Regions from separate parts of the Mus musculus genome. Here all the other regions are linked to region 3. A link is a contact called in public Hi-C, HiCAR-type and promoter capture Hi-C data. All regions are on one chromosome and are shown on one strand. Each heading gives the region's core, a stretch centred on a gene start, on an enhancer-like site or on the middle of the called end of the contact. The rest is flanking DNA. Distances are from core to core; before and after follow the strand shown.

Region 1 (2,700 bases), core at 73-2,572, 2.3 Mb after region 3:
ATATCTACAACCCCTCCTGACAAGACCCTCCCTGGCTGCCCTACTGTGGCCTTTCTCTAAGCGAATGTAGAAGAGGGCTCCTGCGGCTGAGAAAAAAAGGGAGGGGGGAGAACATTTAATTGGGAGATGGAGATTGAAACTGTAGCCCGATCGGACACCCCTGACACCGCAATCCCGGGTTAGGGTCAAGTTGGCTCAGAGATGACTAGCCCGGGACGGAGTGAGGGACTAAGCCTCAAGTTGGGATCCCCAGCCTGTTAAGAGAATGCACTCGGGGCTTGGGAGGAACAGCTCCCTCCAAGGAAAGACCGCCTTGGTCTGGTCAAAACCTTGCGGTCGGTCCTGCCGCTTTGTTTGAGCCCTACCTGCAGAGCCACGTACCTCCTGAGCCCCACCCGCCTGAGAGCCCGAACAGCACGCTGGACGAGGCCCCGCCCACTTCCAGCTGGGTGGACCCGCCGCGGGACCCGCCTCCTTTCCCCGCAGCCTCTTTCGGCGGCGATTGACTATCTGCCGAGCGCGTGCCCGCCTACCGCGAAACTTGATTGGTGCCTGGAGAGAGAGGTAGGCGAAGGGAAGCTGATTATGGAGCGCTCCCTCCCTCCTACCCGCCCCAATAGGAAAGTCACGTGGCGCTTCACTCCGGGCCAGTCACCACCGCACTTGTAAAAGCTTTCTTAAAGAGCTCGCGTTCCCTTACCCAGGGTTGGTCCTTTCAGAATTCCTCCACTTCTGCCTGCGATTTGCGAGAGCGGTCCTTGAACACCCCCCCCCCAACCCAAGTCACCTATTCCCTCAGCAGACCCTCCAACTCAGGTCTGGAACCTATGGCCATCAAGGGTTGGGATGATGCGGTCATCTGAAACTAAGACCGCCTAACACAGAGCACGACACGTAGTAGGAATTCAGTTTCCATTTGTTGAATGAACGCTATCAGAGAATGAATGAGGATAACAGACAAGAGGAGGGAAGACTGGCTCTGGGTGACCGCCCCCTGCCCCCAATCCTGAAGAAATTCTGCTTCTGTAAATGTTAGGTGGGGTCCCAGTGCAGCCTTTCTGCAAGGCACAGATGTAGGCGCTCAGCCAGAGATCTGCGAGGCCGCCTTGGCTCGCCCCTGGGCAGGTGGTAGCCAGGTCCCGGCTAGGCGGGCCCGTAGGAGCCGGCCGAGGGCGCTCCCGCGCCGCTTGCGGGGGAGGGGCTGCGGAGGCGCGGTGCCTTTAAGCCCAGGCGCCGGCCTCACGGCCCCGCCTCCCGGAGGACGCCCGGGCGCGCGGCCGCCGGAGCCGCGGTTTAATTGGGGCTGTCAGGCCGCGGCACGCGCGGAGGGCCGGCCGGGCGGGACTGAGGCCGGAGGCTGGGAGGCCGGGGCGGCGGGCGCGCGGCTCGGCGGGAGGCGGGCGCCCGGAGACGCGGCTGGGGCCAGCGCGGCCGGGGCGCCGTCCCAGGGCTGGGTTGCCCGGCCCCGGCCCCGGCCCCGGGATCCCCATGAAAAACCAGCTCCGCGGGCCCCCAGTGCGGGCGCACATGTCGACTTCGGGGGCGGCGGCGGCGGCGGCGGCTGGGGGCACTCGGGCGGGGTCGGAGCCCGGTGCGGGATCTGGGTCCGGCGCAGGCATCGGAGCGGGAGCGACGACGGGAGCGGGGGCCATGCCCTGCAAGAGCGCCGAGTGGCTGCAGGAGGAGCTGGAGGCGCGCGGTGGCGCGTCCCTGCTGCTGCTAGATTGCCGGCCGCACGAGCTCTTCGAATCGTCGCACATTGAGACGGCCATCAACCTGGCCATCCCGGGTCTCATGCTGCGCCGCCTGCGCAAAGGCAACCTGCCCATCCGCTCCATCATTCCCAACCATGCCGACAAGGAGCGCTTCGCCACGCGCTGCAAGGCGGCCACCGTGCTGCTCTACGACGAGGCCACGGCGGAGTGGCAGCCCGAGCCCGGCGCCCCCGCCTCCGTTCTCGGCCTGCTCCTGCAGAAGCTGCGAGACGACGGCTGCCAGGCCTACTACCTCCAAGGTGAGGACAGAACCTAGACCCCAGGCGGTATTGGGGCTGCGCCTCTGCTCCCTGGCGCCCTCGCTGCAGGCTGTTTCCTTTCCACTCGCTTGGCCAGGCCGGGCGCCACGTCGCCCCTGGTCCGAATCCGCCCTTCTGGGAGCCATCCCCTAAGGTGTGGATTTAGCCAGGCACAGGGAACCCGATCTGTGTTCTCTTTCTCAGCACCGTTCAGTGGCTGAAACAAACTTTCCCTTTCCTATTTAATTTTTTTCTCTGTGGATGGGTAGACAACAGCGCACAGGCTCCAGTTGAGCTCGGAGGAAGGGAGAGATCGGTACTGGAACCCAGAAAAGAGCAGGGCCCACAGGAATTTATGTCATTAGGAAGATAGGATCGGGAAGGTACCTTTTTCAGTATCACCCACCCTCCAGTGCATGGGCCCGTTTATGATGGTTTCTCTGGGATCCCACTATGGCCCCTATCAATCAGAATCACGGCTTGGAGGCACTTCTGCAGATGTGTGGGCAGTGGCCCAGGTGTGAGTGTGTGTGTGTGTTGGGGAATGGGGAATGGGCCTCAGTTCGCTGCCCCTGAGTTTATGGAAGGGGGAGACAGGCAGCTTGCCTGCGGGCCAGGGGGTGAGGGGAGCTATTGGCTGCAGCCGGTGTTTCCAATTAACATTCCAAAATGGCCTCTTGCTGGCA
Region 2 (2,700 bases), core at 34-2,533, 2.6 Mb after region 3:
TTGGCCCTCGCTTATCTCAAGGCTAGAAGCTCTCAATATCTAGGCCATAGCCTGTCTTGGGAGTGACAAGCACTGCCACACACTTCTGTTTAAGGGAACTTAGCTCCCAACCTGTCTCTTCCTTCCACTTCGCAAACTGTTCAGAAAAAGGGGGCTATGTTTCTGCCCATCCCCAGAGCTTTGGTCAGCCAAGGAAGAAGTAAGGCAAATTTCCCCACACCCAATAGAGAAAGGCGAGGACAGGGGATGGGAAGGCTCACCGAAAAAGTCAGGCTCACTTTTAGCAACTCATAGCATCCAGTCCAGCAGGGCTCCAGTACTCCGGCGCTAGGGGGGCAGAAAGGAACAGTCATCCCAGCCCTAGACACAGGCAGTGAGCAAAGCAGGCCCTGAGTAACCCTGTTCCAGGGAAAGCCCACAGAACGGGGACCCGTCTACAAACGCGCCAACCCCACCCTCAGATCGCGCGGGGGGGGGGGGGGAGTCAGGCCAAGTCCAGCTTCACAACGTCATGCCTATGATCTTCACTGGGCCCGACTACCACACTTGGCGCCAACGCAACCCCTGCTGCTGACCTTGGGCAGCGTGTGCCCTCTCTTGGGCCTCAGTTTCCACTAATGTCAGAGGTGCAGGGTAGAGATGACTTCCTTGGCCCGCAAGCGTCGGAGTAGGGACTAGGCGCAGGCTTCCGGAGGCCGCTCACGTGCGCTCTGCGGAGGGCCGGGCCCTTAAAGGGACCTGCGCCGGCGAACTTGGGTGCTAGCAGCCGGGGGGCCTTGGGGTCGCCGCTTCGTGCTGTCGGCTTCCTGCCGCCCCGGCTCGCTTCACGGCCTCCTGCACCTCTGCAACTTCAGACACGCTAAAGTTTGGAGCGGCGACGCGACGCGCGGCCACAGGCAGCGCTGCTGAAAGGTGAGGGCCCCGCCCGTTCCCCTCTAGTCCCACGGACCCCGGACGTTCCCGCACCCAGCACCGAGGCAGGATCCGCGCCGAGAGGTCAGGACCGCCTCCCCGTCGCTTTCAGGCCCGGGAAGCAGGCTGGGCCAGCAGTGAGTCAGACGCGGGGCAGAGGGCGGCTCAGGCCGCGGGGAGCAGGCGGGAGGGGATGAGGGGGAGCCCCGGCAGACACCCCGTCGGGAACGCCTCGCCTCTGGCCCCGCCCTCACCTCAGCGGCGGCCCCACGGACGCGGACGGGCGCCGGAGGAAGATAGGGGCTCAGTCGTGGAGCCTGTGTGCGCTTGCCCCTCGCGCTCGCTCCGCCCCTTTCGCGGCGGGACGTGACCGTGGCTGTGGGCGCGTGCGCTCCAGATTTGGAGGGCGGAGGCCTGCCCCGCCCCGTCTCCTTGGTAACATGCACGCCTCCCCCGCCGCCTCCCCCCCCCCCAGCTGGGTTGGGCCCACAACACACATTCCTGCTTCCAATGAAGGGGAACTCCTGAAGGTGATCAAGCAACAACCAACCAATACCCCAAGGTATCCTGGCCGACAGGGAGGGAAGGGAAGGCGCAGGGGTGAAGGCGGGCTCCAAGCACCGGGAAAGTCAGCCTGTTTGCCTGCTCCAGAAGCCCAGGAAGCCAAAGCGGGACTGAATAGTGTTTGTGCATTTTAGAGAGGATCCGCACAGCAATGTCGGCCTCTTACTAACTGAACCAGTCTTACTCTCGCCACCTTCCCTCAGAACCTTCTCAAGTCTGGCCGCTTGCTCAGGTCTTAACAGCTGAGGAAGCTATGGATAAACAAAAGATGCTCTGAACAATCTCTGGAGAATGCAAATTTAAGTGTCTTCACTCAGCCACCCATCAGGGATTCTCTGAGCATAGGGACGACCATCCCTCCATCCAACCTTTATTATGGAAACACTGAGTGAACCAAATGAAAGCCTTGGCCTCCGGAAGTTCACTCCAGGGAACACCTCTTTTCAAAGCTTCTACTTCACAGCCCTGGCTGTGGTTGCTGGGAGTTTCTACTAAGTTAATATAACTTAGGTAACTCCCAAGTCAAGGGTAAGCTCCTTCAATACAGGTTCAATCTTGAGCTAGGATCTGATGACCTATGAATCTCAAAGCACTGTACTGAGGGCACCTCCTGAGACGCCCAGATCTATGCTGGAAGTGAGGAAGGCCACTATGCTTGTAAACTTGGCTGTTTATAAATCTTGATGCCAGACAGGCTGGGCCAAGGACTATATTAGTACTTCTGACAAGATTGCTTTATGGAAAGTTGATCACCCAAAGAGCATATAAGATGACTTTGGAAAAAGCCAGCAGCCATGGGGTAACATGTGATCTTGAATGTCATCCACAAGACAAATGTCCCAATGCTGTAGACAGGCTGGTAAGAAAAAGCAGCTAGCTACTCAAAAGTCTTCAAAGTAGAGAGGGCAGGAAAGTCATTATAGCTATTTTACCGTGAACATCAAACATGGTAATGATTGGCTGCTTCGGGCAGGTGGGCTGTACACTAGATAGGGTTCTTGAGACACGAAGGGCACATGGCCCAGGTTCAGAGCACATGTTAATTCTGTCTCTCTGAAACTCATTAGCCTGTGTCAGGAAATGACTGTCAGGAGACACTCTTTCTTCATCCTGCTGTCTTGGCTCACTTCCCTTAGCCTGGGTGGGAACTCTAGAACTCAGTATCAGAGTTGCAGGTATGCCTGAGGAATGTCAGCACTCTATTGTAGGAGAGCCTGCAACTGG
Region 3 (2,758 bases), core at 180-2,679:
AAGAGTGTCTCTAGACCCATAGCCCACAGAGTCCTCTTTCTGGAACTTTACCTACGTTTAAAACTACCCAGGTTTTAGCCTCACTGCTTATAGCCTTAGAGACTTGCTGGGGAGGGACCTAATGCCACAGATTCTATTGTATACTGCAGTCCATCTAAAATAGCTCCCTACACTTTTCTCACCTCCAGGATGAGAGAAAATGATCAGCAATCCCCTAGGACCGTGGTGAGAAGAAACATACATGTAACGGGAGGTCTAACAGCATGCTGCCGACTGTGGTCGTCTACGAGGTTTGCCATGCACGACTGCTGTTCTAAGAACTGCACATAAACTGCTTCAGTCTTCAGAACTATGGCGGAAACAGGCGTTCCTGTGGCCCCACTTACAGGGAACAATCTCACCCAGAAGTTCAGCAGCTGTTAGAAACCGTTCTAAGTTACTGACTACTCAGTAAGCTGAGAAGTGAAGCCACTCAATCTTCTAAGCCCATTTAAGGAGAGCAAAGAGGAGGGGTCAGGAGCCCTGGCAAAGCCAATATTCAGGGATATTCGTGAGCACCCTAGTAACTAACTCTCCCTCACCCTGCTCCATCTAAGTTACACCAAGAGGCATTTAGGAAACGGTGCTCTATCCTCGGCGACTTTACATGAGATATTATACTCTGACAGAGCTTTCTATGCATCAGCCGATGCAGAGCCAGGTAGACTAATAAAGATAATGGTGACAGGAAACTGGGTACAGGACAGCAGGCAGAAGAGCTCCACCATATGGATGGATGGCTTGGATTGTTTGTTTTTTTTTAATAAAATGTTATTTTCCTTCCTTGCAGAAAAAAAGGGGTCTCACTACACAGCCCAAAGTGGCCTACAACTCCTGTAGCCCAGACTGACCTGGACCTCACGACAACCCCCTCTACCTCACCCTCCCGAATGCTACGATGAATCGTGAGCCAACTCGCTTGGTGAAGAATATCTTCTGACTAGCATAAGACATGGCCTTGCCCATCTGGGAACTGGACCTCCACAGCAGGAAAGGAGCGGCAGGAGGCCGGCTGAATCCCTCGCGCGGAGCGTGGCCCTGCCCGCCCCGTCATGGATCACCTGTAGGGATTGGAATCCAACACCTCGTCGCTCATCTCCTGGATGCGGGTCCGGCCGCAGTGGCCGTCCCCTCCAGAGCGCCGGGTTCTCTCCCGGGCGAGTTCCTGCTCCAGCTCCTCAACCCGCTGTCGCAGCCGCTCCACCGAGTCGGCCATGGCTGGGCTCCCGGTGGCCTCCGATCCCAGGCCGGACCGCCGCCGTCGCCGTCGTCGCCGCCTCCCCACGCTGCCTCGCTGGGCCCACGAAGCGCAGGAGGAACAGACACAGCCTTCCAGGTCCAGACACCGGCGAAGCGGCTCCAAGGCTCCCAGTAAGACACGTCTCCGGCACGCCCACCGGGCTTCCGGCGTGCCACTTCCGGTGCGCCGCCGCCATCGCTCCGCTCGGTAAAAAAAAAAAAAAAATAATAATAATAAATAAAAACACTCCTCAAAACACTTAGCTTTCTTCTCTAGAACCAAGACCCAGGTCTCAGCAGAGCCAGCATCATATGTGTCCAGATCAAGTCGACGGCCATTCCGTCTTTCCTATCTAGGAGGCCATGAGAAACACCAGGGTCTTTTAATGCAGGCTCAAGGTTCTGGCGGACTCTCTTCTTGCACGGACCGCACAGGTCTTCCGCTGGCGCGTCCTTAGTCTAGGGTGACAGCTGTTTGTCTTCATTCGCCAGAGTCACGTTTGCGACCTTGTTTTTCTATAAGACTGAGGACTCCAGCTCTGACGCTGAGGGTAAATTCTAAGTCTGGTCCCACAACAGGCAATTCTTTTATTTCTCCACCAGACTCCGAGTCCCAGACTCCGCCTCCCACATGGCTTTGCAGCAACACTGCCCAGAGTCCCGGTGATTGGCTTCTCCTAAGCCCCGCCCGACCACGCCCCCCCCCCCCCCCCCCCAAGTGCCGGTCTCCTTTCTGCCTTGGCGCAACCTCCGTACAGTCTGTGGATTCCTCGGTGACAACAGTGGCGGTCATGGAGACGGATGTCACCAGTGACACCGTGGAAGTGCTACCCCAGCACAAGTTCGACCTCAGGTCCCTGGAGGCCTACCTGAATCAGCACTTGCCGGGCTTTGGGTCAGATTCCCGGGCTGTGCTGACTGTTACTCAATACAGGTATCAACCATAGCCTTTGCCTCCTGGGAACATGTCTGTGCTTGGTGCTTCGCTTCCTTTGGCCCTGGGTGGGTGTCTCATTTGCCCGGTCGGGATTTCTTTCCCTGCAAGGATGCTTCCTGGATAATTTGTACTCGAATCCCAGGCTAGTCTGAATTAGAGGGCAGGAGCAGAGGTGCAGTATCCATTATGCAGTGCAGTCTTGTTAAGGACTAAAATTATGTGTCTAATTCACCGAGAGTGTTGCGGCTGAACACTCTTGAATTCCTAATAGATATCTTCTGTGACCTTCTGTGCTACAATCTAAAGATCAGTTTCTGAGGGGCTGGTGCCATTTTGTTTAATTGACCTTAGTCACCTGGGGCTAGGTTAATAATACCAGCTAAAATATACCAATTCGATTCTAGACATTCCACTTCACTGTTTTTAGCACCACTTAAGGCCTAAGTTCTTGAAGCAAGGGAATTAAACGGGAGGAGGTGACTCCAAGAATACCTTTCCCCACTGACAAGTGAATCTGGTTTTAGTCTGGTGTTTTGTAAATAG
Region 4 (2,700 bases), core at 13-2,512, 2.1 Mb after region 3:
CTCTATTGCGCTTTCTCTCTCTCTCTCTCTCTCTCTCTCTCTCTCTCTCTCTCTCTCTCTCTCTCTCTCTCTCTCTCTCTCTCTCTCTCCATTTGGCTGGGTTGGCTGACTAATAAGCAAATAAGCCCCAATAGGTATTGGCCTGTCTCCTCAAACTCCCTCTCCCAAGGTCCCCAGCCTCCCTGCACAGTCCAAGGGGAAAGCCAAGTGTCTTCATTCTGTTGCCGGGAATCTGAAATTATATGCTAACTCAGCACTTTACTGACTGAGCCATCTCTCATTAAGTTATCTATTTTTTAAAGTTTTTATTTATTTCAGTAAAAAAAAAATTTTGGTGTGTGTCTGGGTGTTTGGCCCGCATGTATCTATGTGCACAATGTCCGTGTCTAATCCCAGGAGGCCAGAAGAAGGAACAGTTGTGTCATGTGGGTGCTGGGAACCAAACTTGAGTCCTATGCAAAAGCAGCTAATGCTCTTGACCACTGAGCCATCTGTCCAGTCCCGTTTATCTATTTTTTAATAACAAGGTCCAGGGTGGAGAGATGTTTCTGAGGTTAAAGAGTACTAGCTGCTATTCGGCCGTTAGTCTGTAAGAGCAGTAGGAAAGGCTGCTGGGAATAGAGGCAAGGTCATTAGGAATTGGGAAGTTCCTCAGGTTGACTTCCAGTCCTTCCACCACTGGGTCACACTTAGCACATGCACCGTCTTTTTGGAAAACTTTCCTCAGCCTTGTTAGGTCACCTCGGTCTCTCCTACCGTATTCCTTCCAAAATTCATTTCCTCCTATGGCCATTCACTTTCTCAGCGTTGGGCTCCAGACACCGTGCACCTGATGACTGGTAGGAAATCAGTACACACACACACACACACACACACACACACACACACACACACACACACACACACACACACACACACATACACACACACACACTCACACTCACGACCACACACGAGCGCGTGCCCACCTACACTGAGATCACCTCACCATCACAAACGGGTACGCCTGGATCGGCCCTCACTCTCAAACCTCCTCCGCGGCAAGCTCACAGCCCCTCCCACGCCCAAGTGCGGATCCGCCCACAGACCTCCAGGATCCTGGCCTACAAGGGACCACCCACACAATCCCTTGGGGCCCCTTCTTGGCCATGAAGGTGGTAGCGGCCGGGCACTGGGCCATCCGGACCCCGGCGCCCGCTGCGCGCACGCGCGGCACCAATGCCCGCCTCTGCCGGCCTCGCCCTCCGGGGGCGGGGCGCGCTGGGGGCGGGTCCTGCGGCACCGCCCGGGAAGCTGCGCGAGGCTCGGTGCCGTCGCCACATCCTCCGGAGCTCTGGGTCCAGGCGAGCCGAGTCGAGCCGGGCCAGGACCAAGAGGAGAACTCCGACGGCACGGGCGAGCCGAAAGCTGAGCCATGGCGCACCAGACCGGCATCCACGGTGAGGGCGGATGGAGGGCGGACAGGGGCTCCGCCGCGCTGGTTCTCCGCGCTAGGTCCCTTCATCCTTCTCTTCCTTGTACCCTCCTGGGAAGCTTCCTGTTCTCTTTTGCAACCGCGAGTCCCTGGGATGGACACGTCTTGGGGCAGAACAGACTGTTGTACATAGCTGGGAGTGGGTGCACATGGATGCACACAGCGAGGGTGGAAGTATCTTGTGTACCCAACTGGGGGCGGATGTGCCTGTGTATACTGGTCTGGGTATTTTTGTTCTTTTCTGGAGGTGGGGTGTACCCGGATGTGCACATCTGGAAAAGTGTACATGGGTGTACACATGTTCTCTGTATACAGTCCAGTATGTGCACATCTGGATGAGACTTGGTTATGCCTGTCCAGGCTTCTTCGTGTGCATGCACTAGTGGCTGGTTTTGGACACTCTAGGTTCCATCTCAGACATCAGTGTTTCCTGGCTGCACGCACAGAAACTGTGGGTATCTGCATGTGTGCACAGTTCAGGCACATCTCAGTATGTGTGTGTTAGCATGGGTGTTTGCATGGGTGTCTTATGACTGACATGGGCTTATGTGTATGTGTGGAGAGGGTAGCCTGACCTTTTCTCCTTTCAGGACCCCTAGACTCTTGCAGACTAGGTTGGACAGAAGCTGGAATGGAGCCCTCCTTCTTAAGTAGAATGGGGAGAACTGCACATCTGACCTTGGCCTCTGACTTCTTCCCTTTTCCATTGTGATCTCTCTATCGCTGCTCCAGCCAGGCCTGCAAAGTCCCAACTTCAAGCTGGAAGCAGGGGAACGGGTCAGGATTCAGACTTTATAGGGGAGCTCCTGCCTCCACCCTCATCTACAGGAAGCTTCTACAGCCCAGGGCGTGACACCCATAGCCCCCCTCCAGGGCCCCAGTTTCCTCCTTGGAGAGACTTAAGAAAGAAGCAATAGCTGGGAGCCAGGTATTTTGTCCCCATTTGTTATGGGCCTGGAAGGGCTGCTTCCCTGGCCAGTAGGGAAGGCCAGGCTGCTTGCCCAGACAGCTTGTTGGTTTGGCCATCAGCCACTCCTACCACCACATCATGATTCCCTGACCAGGGCTACCACCATCGACCAGCCTGACTGCCGGAATCCCTGCCTGCGGTTGTGGCTGCTTGGTGGATGGACAAGCCAAGAGACTTTCCCTGCCCTAGCCCATCCCCATCCTGTTTGTCCTGAGCATGCAGGGACCTGGATCAAGCCTGGCCACCCACAGGTGGG
Region 5 (2,731 bases), core at 96-2,595, 2.8 Mb after region 3:
CTGCTATTCACCCTCTAGAATTTGTATTTCAAGCAGCTGTTACTCCAAGCACATAATTGAGTGAGGAAGGAACGAAGTGCTCAGGTGGGTGGGGGTAGGGTGGTAGTGGATTTAAGCCCTAAGATACTGGCTGCTGCTTTTCTCTTTCTTTCTTTCTTTCTTTCTTTCTTTCTTTCTTTCTTTCTTTCTTTCTTTCTTGCTTGCTTGCTTGCTTGCTTGCTTGCTTGCTTGCTTGCTTGCTTGCTTGCTTGCTTGCTTTTCTTTCTTTTCTTTCTTTGTCTCTTCTTCTTCCCCTTCCTCTTCCTGCTTTTTTTTTTTTTTTTTCCAGAGGGAAATCTCTGTAGCCCTGGCTGTCCTGGAACTCACTCTGTAGACCAGGCTGGTCTTGAACTCAGAGATCCGCCTGCCTCTGTTTCCCAAGTGCTGGGATTAAAGGCATGCGCCACTGCCACTACCACTCTTCTGATACAGGCTTAGTAACAGCCGTAGAATCTGATCATGACAAGAGGTCCACAGTGTCTTATAATTTCCACAAGAACGTATTGGCTGTAATCGCTCTATGGAAACGCACAGAACTCGCTCAGAATGCCAAGAACAATAGTGAGTTGCATGAATCCTGACGTCTGGGTAGGTTTTGTCAAGATTCTGCTCAATTGTGGAGTTATCGTAATCTTCCATGTTATCACACAGAATCGCTGGGTCAAAACCAGATCCTTCCGATGCAGCTTCCCTTTGGTTTGTGAAGTTAGGCAAGTCATTTACTGTGGGTTTCATTTTCCTTAACTCTAAAATTGATAAATTGAATTAGATGGCCTCCGTGATTAGTTGTTTTCACCAAAGGGCTTTCATTTTTCTGCCTCACATATAATACATGGTAACTGATGTTTTTTGATTCCTGTCGAATATGTTTTTAACAGAAAGACAAAGGAAAACCGACGAATTTCTAACGAGTACAGTTGTTTCTGAATACATTTGTGTGAAATGCATTCTTTGACCCTGGCATCCTTCCGAGCCTGATGTGGCAGTGTCCTACTGAGCCCTTAGATGACACAGGGTAGAATTAAGTAAATTCGGGCAGCCCGGGCTTTTAGAAAGATCTATTCCTTCCTTTACTTTTCACTTCCGCCTTAAAGAAAACTACGAATCCCAGAAGTCAATGCGCTGAGGTGGTGCTTAATGGTAGGTCTAGCGCCATCATCCCTCCCCCGCCCTTAAACGCGGAAACTTCATTTCCCAGGAGCGCTTTGATGTCCCTCGGCTCCTCCCCCTTCCCCGCTCCGGAGCCTCGCGCCAACGTTACACACCCGCGCGCGCTGAGTGCGCGCGCGACCAGTACGTAGCCTGCGAGTGACGCATAATATGTGGGCCGCTCAGGAGCCGTGGTCGCGCTGTGTGTGTGTATATGTGTGTGTGTGAGTGAGTGAGGGAGAGTGAGTGCGGGACCAGAGGCAGTGTGTGAGAACCGTGGCCGCTGGAGGGGTCGGGGGGAGAAGCGGCGGAGCCGCTCGCGAAGGTGAGCGGGGTTAGGAAGGGGCCGGCTCTCTGGCAGGGGCACGAGGAGAGCGAGCGCGCGGCCCGCTGGGCGGGAGAGTGGGCGCCGCGCTGGGGGGAGGGGCGGCACCTGCTTCGGCTGCGGGCGGCGAGGGGCTGGGCGAGCCCACCGAGGCGGCTGGGCCCGGGGCCTGACGAGGCTCTCCTTCCGAGCCCGGGCCCGGGCCCGGGGGCGGGGCCTCCGGCTCCTTCCTCCCGTCCTGTAAAGAAGCCTCTTTAGAGTAACTCTTCCGCCGGGGTGTGGAGGGCAGGGGATGCTCGCCTCTACCTAAAGGAGGTGCTCTTTGAATCTCTCTCTTCCACTCCAAGTCTCTGTCCCTCACGGGACGAGGGGCATCTTCTTTCCCATGCCGCCCGGCGGACCCCTTCAGGAACGGTGTCCCCGCCTCCAGCCTCAGTCACCTGGGCGGGCTTTTCCCTCGGTCGGCTCCGTGCCACCTCCCACTTGCACCCTCCCGGCTCTCCGACCGGGGAGGGGGCGGAGCTCGGCGGGAACCCCTCCCACTTGTACAATGCAGTAGCGAGGGGACGGGGAGAGAGGTATGTGGGTGTCCAGACGCCCAGAGTCTGACCTAAGGTTGCCTGCCAGGTTTCCCCAGCGCTTATTCCGAGGGCTTTTAGTTGTTTGTTGGGCTTTCAAGGGCATTTGCCATACTTTGTCTTCTGTTCCTAGAAAGTGTCGGTCCGTTTCCTCTTACTGCTGTGGTTTTAACATTTGATGAGGAAATACTCTTGCGGTGTGTCTAGTAGTAGTTTTTGAGGAACAAATGACTCGTTTTTTGTTTATCTTACGTTGCTCTTTTTTTTTTTTTTTTCCCGGAGCTCATTGTAGTCTAGGCTGGCTTCGAACTAAGATATCCTTTTATCTCTGCCTCTAGTATTGTAATTAAAGGCGTCTGTTACCACTGCCGGGTTTGCTGTTTTTTTTTTTTTTTTTTTTTTAACTTTCAGGCAAAGACTTTTAAGTAGCATGCACGTTTTAACTTATTGTAGCACTATCTTCCTATTGCAAGCTTTTGAAGGCTTTTTTTCTCCTTGGATTTACTGGCATTTACCTTCAAGGCTTTTATAAGCATATGTACATTTCAGTCTGATCTCAAGATTTGTGTTTTTGTTTTTTGAGACAGGGTTTCTCTGTGTAGCCTTGGTTGCCTTGAAACTCAGTTTAGACTAGCCTGGC

What was found. Promoter capture Hi-C pulls out the DNA fragments that hold promoters and counts their contacts. A called contact is a pair of places that touch in the nucleus more often than the background predicts. HiCAR-type assays count read pairs that join an accessible place to other places.
Region 1: a contact with region 3 is called in a Hi-C map of B cells, with 6 read pairs. The contact joins the promoter of Dusp7 here to the promoter of Uba5 in region 3.
Region 2: a promoter capture Hi-C map of liver shows a contact between it and region 3, with 4 times the contacts expected there. The contact joins the promoter of Tex264 here to the promoter of Uba5 in region 3. A contact is called at or near these places in 1 of 39 promoter capture datasets (liver), 1 of 115 datasets of contacts at active chromatin or transcription factors (astrocytes) and 1 of 9 other capture datasets (adipose tissue).
Region 4: a Hi-C map of B cells shows a contact between it and region 3, with 6 read pairs. The contact joins the promoter of Twf2 here to the promoter of Uba5 in region 3. A contact is called at or near these places in 3 of 39 promoter capture datasets (cranial neural crest, hippocampal neurons and pre-B cells), 1 of 484 Hi-C or Micro-C datasets (B cells) and 1 of 115 datasets of contacts at active chromatin or transcription factors (astrocytes).
Region 5: a HiCAR-type map of astrocytes shows a contact between it and region 3, with 4 times the contacts expected there. The contact joins the promoter of Dcaf1 here to the promoter of Uba5 in region 3. A contact is called at or near these places in 1 of 115 datasets of contacts at active chromatin or transcription factors (astrocytes) and 1 of 9 other capture datasets (adipose tissue).

The regions. Positions count from the first base shown.
Region 1 is chr9:106,367,310-106,370,009 of GRCm38.p6, forward strand. It overlaps Dusp7 (dual specificity phosphatase 7), which reads left to right and starts at 1,323. Exons shown (of 3, transcript NM_153459.4): 1 at 1,323-2,014. The coding sequence starts at 1,489.
Region 2 is chr9:106,684,669-106,687,368 of GRCm38.p6, forward strand. It overlaps Tex264 (testis expressed gene 264), which reads right to left and starts at 1,284. Exons shown (of 6, transcript NM_001081654.2): 1 at 1,167-1,284; 2 at 261-327.
Region 3 is chr9:104,061,692-104,064,449 of GRCm38.p6, forward strand. Uba5 (ubiquitin-like modifier activating enzyme 5) reads right to left here and starts at 1,430. Exons shown (of 12, transcript NM_025692.3): 1 at 1,101-1,430. The coding sequence starts at 1,255. Acad11 (acyl-Coenzyme A dehydrogenase family, member 11) reads left to right here and starts at 2,033. Exons shown (of 20, transcript NM_175324.4): 1 at 2,033-2,212. The coding sequence starts at 2,070.
Region 4 is chr9:106,201,846-106,204,545 of GRCm38.p6, forward strand. It overlaps Twf2 (twinfilin actin binding protein 2), which reads left to right and starts at 1,263. Exons shown (of 9, transcript NM_011876.3): 1 at 1,263-1,439. The coding sequence starts at 1,415.
Region 5 is chr9:106,820,579-106,823,309 of GRCm38.p6, forward strand. It overlaps Dcaf1 (DDB1 and CUL4 associated factor 1), which reads left to right and starts at 1,346. Exons shown (of 24, transcript NM_001373930.1): 1 at 1,346-1,513.